Regions from separate parts of the Sus scrofa genome. Here region 1 is linked to region 2. A link is a contact called in public HiChIP or PLAC-seq data. All regions are on one chromosome and are shown on one strand. Each heading gives the region's core, a stretch centred on a gene start, on an enhancer-like site or on the middle of the called end of the contact. The rest is flanking DNA. Distances are from core to core; before and after follow the strand shown.

The links. HiChIP or PLAC-seq counts read pairs in DNA pulled down with a chosen protein or histone mark.
Region 1: an H3K27ac HiChIP or PLAC-seq map of alveolar macrophages shows a contact between it and region 2. The contact joins the promoter of SCAF1 here to the promoter of PPP1R15A in region 2. A contact is called at or near these places in 1 of 5 promoter capture datasets (liver), 1 of 47 Hi-C or Micro-C datasets (heart right ventricle) and 1 of 2 datasets of contacts at active chromatin or transcription factors (alveolar macrophages).

Annotation. Positions count from the first base shown.
Region 1 is chr6:54,683,983-54,686,682 of Sscrofa11.1, reverse strand. It overlaps SCAF1 (splicing factor, arginine/serine-rich 19), which reads right to left and starts at 1,346. Exons shown (of 12, transcript XM_003127346.5): 1 at 915-1,346. The coding sequence starts at 971. RRAS (ras-related protein R-Ras) reads left to right here and starts at 1,969. Exons shown (of 6, transcript XM_003355998.3): 1 at 1,969-2,159. The coding sequence starts at 2,007.
Region 2 is chr6:54,170,696-54,173,395 of Sscrofa11.1, reverse strand. PPP1R15A (protein phosphatase 1 regulatory subunit 15A) reads right to left here and starts at 1,358. Exons shown (of 3, transcript XM_005664689.3): 1 at 1,122-1,358; 2 at 1-409. The coding sequence starts at 400.

The DNA of each region.
Region 1 (2,700 bases), core at 97-2,596, 510 kb before region 2:
ACAGAAATGACCCAAGCCAGCTATATGACGGAGGGCAGGCTTCAGTCTCGGTCCAGGTCCTGTGGACGCCCCTAGTCCTCTAGGAGACGCCCGGTCCATGCCCCCCGGCACCCCAGACCCGTCCCGGGGCCTCGAGAAGGCCCCCCGCTCGGCGCCAGGCTCCGCCGCCGCTACCGGGCCCAAGGCCGACCCGCTAAGCCCTCCAGGCCCCGCGGCGTGTCGGGAGGACCCCGGGACAAGTAGCGACCCGACTCCGCCCCGCCCACCCCGATAGGCCCGAGCCCCGCCGCTCGGACCGCCGCCGCCATCTTACCCCGCCGCTCGGGCTGCGGCTCCGGCCCCGGCGCGGGGCGGGGCGGGCTGGGGCGGGGCTCGCGAGCAAAGGGAGGAGAAAGGAGGAGCTAAAACGCCGCCGAGCTTGCCGGGACTTCAAGTACCGAGCACCGTGCCGTGAAGGCTGGTGGGAAGGCTTCGGACTCAGTTTCCCAGCAGTCAACGGGGCAGATGGGCCGGGTGCGCGCGACGTACGCCGGGAGACGTAGTCCGCGCGTCGCCTCCGCCGCGCGGGGACTGCGAGGGGATGAGGGGTGAAGTGGGCGGGGTTGCGGTAGCGCGCGATTAAGCCCCATAGTGCCCTGCACGCGCGCGGAAAGAGCAGCGGAAAAGGAAGTGCCGTAAAGAGCGCTCAGCCTGACAGGTGCAAGGGAGTTGTAGTTCCGCGGAGTGAGCCGTGGGGGGGGGGGAAGCAGGACTGGCTGGAAGTTGCCCCGCCCACATTCTGGGGATCCCAGAATCCTGATGCCCAAGTTCTCTCTAAATTTAGAACCAAGAAGCCCGGCCCTACAGCTTCCTCCTCATTTACAACAGAAAAATCCAAATCCGATTCCTCTCAGAGCCGAGGGGTCCGGACTCACATTTCCCTCAGAAGTCCGAGCCCTCCTTCCTCTTAGATCCAGGAGTCGGGCCTTCATGCCTCCCTCAGACCATTCCTGGTCTCAAACGCCTTACGCGAACACAGGGGTTCGGGTACCCCATTCCAATTCCCTCGGATCCAGAATATTGGGTCCCCCCGCTCCTTCAGCCCTCGGACCGATGAGTCCGGGCCCTCAGCAATCTAGAAGCAAGGACCTCCAGAACTCCTCCTTCCAGGACCCAGGAGTCCAAACCTCCAGTCACAATCTCTCCTTGCGACCCAGGGGTCTGGGTCCTGGGCTTTCTCCTCCTTCAAGACTCGGAAATCCTGACCCTAGACCCTTCATAACCCAGGCGTCCCCGCTTGGGCGAGCTGGCTCATGAATTAGGAATGCAGTGATCTCACGGCCCCTCCCTTCCCGGTTACCCGCTGGCCCCCCTCCAGGGCCCCATCTCCCCTCCCAGTCTGTCTTCCGCTAGGCTGGGACAGCGGGAACCGGAAGCCTGGGTCCCGTAGCGGGCGGAGCCTCCATCACCCAACCCAGATGCCAGAGTCGGGAGCTTGGCTTGGGTCCCAGGACAGAGGTTAATTTCCCCTCAGGACTCGCTCCTTCCTCAGAGCGCGCCTATATACGGCCGCGTGCGCAAGACTCAAGCCCCGCCTACTAGAACAAGGCCTCGGGGACGGTACCCTGAGAAGCTAGCTGCAACACAGGGTTTCTCATTTACATAGTCCCACCCCGAACGATTTTCCGGACCCGTCTACGAAGAGAATAAGAACTCTTATTAGCATGGCTCCGCCCCCCCGGCCCGCCAGCCGAGAGCGCGTGGCGCTGCTCGGGGTGAGCACAGTTCTCTCATTAGCATGTTCCCGCCCCATTCGGAATTCCCCTTCTCAGCGACAGCCGTACTCCTATCCGTATTAGCATAGCTCCTCCTTTTCCCAGGTCTTGCCTGCCTCTAAGTGTCCCAAGTAAGGAGCCCTTCTTGCTGGAGCTCATGTTTATGCAGTACCCTTATTAACGTGGTCCGCCCCTAGGCCCCGCCCGGTCCCCCCCCCCGCCCCAGGCGGTAGCGGCGGCAGCGGCAGCGACATGAGCAGCGGGGCGGCGTCCGGGACAGGGCGGGGGCGGCCCCGGGGCGGGGGGCCGGGACCCGGGGACCCCCCACCCAGCGAGACACACAAGCTGGTGGTCGTGGGCGGCGGCGGCGTGGGCAAGAGCGCGCTGACCATCCAGTTCATCCAGGTAGTGGACCTTCACCCCGGGGGGTGCCCCCGGGACCCACCCAGACCTGAGCCCTTGGCGGGATCCCCAAGACTCCGGCTTCCCCTCCATCCATCACTGAGACCCTCTTATGAGGCTTTCTAATCTTAAAAATGTCCCCTCAGATGTGACCCTGAGCCCCTCAGGGCCTCCACCCCCTACATGAGGGACCTTCCTCCTGTCCTTGTATCCTGAGACCCACCACCCCTACCCCAAGTATCCAAAGCCCCGCTCCTCTGCTGACCTGACCCTGGATGCCTCCTGGGAGCACCCTAAATCCAGAAGAGTCAACCCATTTAGACCCTAAGCATTCTCATGGGCCCCCACCCCGCTCGGGGCCACCTCCTCGCACCCTGAGCCCTACCTCTCCCAAATCCCTGACCTCAGCTTCCCCTCTGAGCCGCTCAGTAACTGGGAGAATGCCCTTGACATTACCCCAACCTGGCTGTTTAGCCCCTTCAGAGACCTCCACCAGAAAGTAGAAATTATGCCCAGACTTGGCCCCTGAGATCCATCTAGGACT
Region 2 (2,700 bases), core at 109-2,608:
CAGGAAGGCCATCCATAAATTCACTTCCGGGCTCTCTAGGGACGCGGGTTGCTGCTTCCCCACCACGCTCATCATCTGAAAGTCCCCAGGTTTCCAAAAGCAAACACTTGGCTTCCAGGTCAGGGTAGCTCCCCCAGGATGCTTCTTCATCCTCCTCAGTTGCTCTCCTCTCTCCAGGCTCTTCTTGTGGCTGGGTGGCCAGAGAAGCCTTTGTGTCTCCCTCCAGGCCAGGTTCTCCCGCGTCTGCCCTGGTTACTGCCTCCACTAGCCAGGGCTCTGGAGGGCCTGGGCCCCTCAGGTGGCTCCAGGCCCGGCTGAGAAGGCCCATCAGCGGGGACAGGAGAAAGGAGTGGGTAGCCCTCCAGGGGGCAGGCTGGTGGGGCACTTGGCCTGGGGCCATCTTTGTCTGCTGGGGAAAAGGGAGAAAAAAAAGGAAACGAGTTTAGAAGCCATGGAGGGAATAGCATCAGAGAGTGACCTTGAGTCATAGCAACACAAATAGTAACACGAATAGTAACACAAACAGCAACCAGAGAGGCCCCGCCCCACATTCCTTTCTCATCCCAGCCACACCCATCTCTGTCCCTAGTTTCCCAGCCTCTCTCAACACCCAAGAGTCTGGATCATCACTCATTCCTTCCTTAGCCCAAAGGGCTCCCAGCCCCATTTCCTCTCTGACCCATTAAATTCTAGTCCCAGGAAGCAAGAACACAGGTCCTCTGCTTGCTTCCTCTGGGGACAAAGTCCTTGTCCCTTGCCTCTCTCATCCTCCTGAGGATTGAAAAATTAGGCGCCCACCATTCTCCTCCTTCCAAGACATAAAACTTCCGATCCCTAGATGGTGCCTTCTGGCTCCCAGACTCTTCCTCTGTCCGGCTCAGGACTCTAAGCTCCCAATTCCTTCTCCTGCCTAAGTCCGAGCCCTCGGGTCCGGCCTCGTCCCACCTCTCCAGAAAAAGGAGTTCAGGTTCCCAGGAGTCCTTAGGGCACAGGAGTCCGAGCTCCGAACACCCCTATCTCGGAACTCAGAAGTTCGAGCTCCCTCCTCGTTATTGACCAGGATTCTAGTCCTCCGCCCCCAAACCCCTAGGAACCTAGATGTTCCGACCCCCTCAACTCACCAGCTCGGGATTGCGCGTCACCCTGGGGGCAGGAGCGTCGGCTGGGGCTGCCACAAGCGATCGCAGTTCCGGACAGCTCGGGAGTCCAGAGCGTTCATTTCGCCCTCCGGCGTCGGGCTCGGGGACTCAAATTGTCACCGGCTGCTGCAAGCGTTGTCACGACGAATGGGCGCAAGGTCACACGGAGAAACAAATACAAACACACCGGCTAGCCACTTAGGACGTAAGGGTTGACGCGGTCCTCAGCGCTTTTATACACAAACGCAGCCGGACGTGGTGACGTCAGGAGAGGAGGCGGGGTTTCGAATCGTAATCGTGATGGACGAAACGGAAAACAAGGTTGGACTTCTCGCGGAGATTCCGGACTTTATGACGTCACGGCGGTATTTCTGAGCGTGGCCACGCCCTGAAGCAGGCGAGCTGCCAATCAAACTCATGAACTGGTTAGGTTTTGAGCGCGCGAGCTCAACCTCTGTTCCAGGCAAACGCCGTTACTCCCCGCCCCCAATTTAGCCAGCCGGCCCCAGGCTAGAGTCTTCCACCCTCCAGTCCAGTCGGCTTCCTATCCGGTGTGGGAAGGTATCATTATTTCCATTTCACAGATGGGGAAACTGAGTCTTGGGCATGAAATCACTTGCCCAAGGGTGGGCACAGCGGAGTCTATATTCATTGCAAAAGAGAAAGAGAATGTGTAAGGCCCCTGAAGGCAGGCGCTTTTCTTTGCTCACTGCCTGCGTGACACATAGTAGGTGCTCAACAAATACGCGGTGAGAAATACTGGACCAAAACCTCAGATCCCGTGCCTATCTCAGGCACAAGGCGCCACTCCTAGGCTCCACCTACTTCAAATTTATACAGAACCTCCGCTTACACAAATTGAAATTCTAGCTGGGTATCACCAACATCAAGGGAGTGGGGGGGCGGTCTTTTGCCCCAAATTCCAGGCCTAAGGACATGGTTTCAGTCCCTGGCACCCCACCACCAACCTGGTCTGCAATCCTGTACCTCAAAATACGCCCAGGACCCAGGCCTCCCTCCTGAGAGGGCATCATCCTCAGTCTAGACCGGAGTTCTCACCTGGATCTGAGGTGGAGATTGCCACTGGCCACTTGACCCTGCTCTTGCCAGAACCCAGCAATCTGGGGGCCGCCCTCTCTTCTCTGGAGGACTTGGACCCATCCACTGCAAGCCACACCTCCAGACCCCAGCTCCATTCTCAAGTCCTGACTCCTGGCTCACATTTTGTCAGGTACCCAGTAGTCTGAGCCCCTACCCCTCCCTTCCATTCCCAAGGCGCCAATCACCCAGGCTTCCGATCACAACCTGCCCCCTCAGGTCCTGGAGTCCAGGCCCAGCTCCTCTTCTCCAAACATGTAGGAATCCCAGCTTCAGCCTTGATGGGACCCGGTCCAGCAGGGACCTAAGAGCGTGTGGGTGGATGGGTGGGGTGGAGGTGGGAGGGTGGCCCCCAGCCCCCAGCCCCCAGCCCCCAGCCCCTCCCTTCAGCTGTGGGGGCAGCTGAGCCAGAGGTCAGGCTGTGGTGGGGAGGCCAAGAGGGGCGGGGTCAGCGGGGATTGGG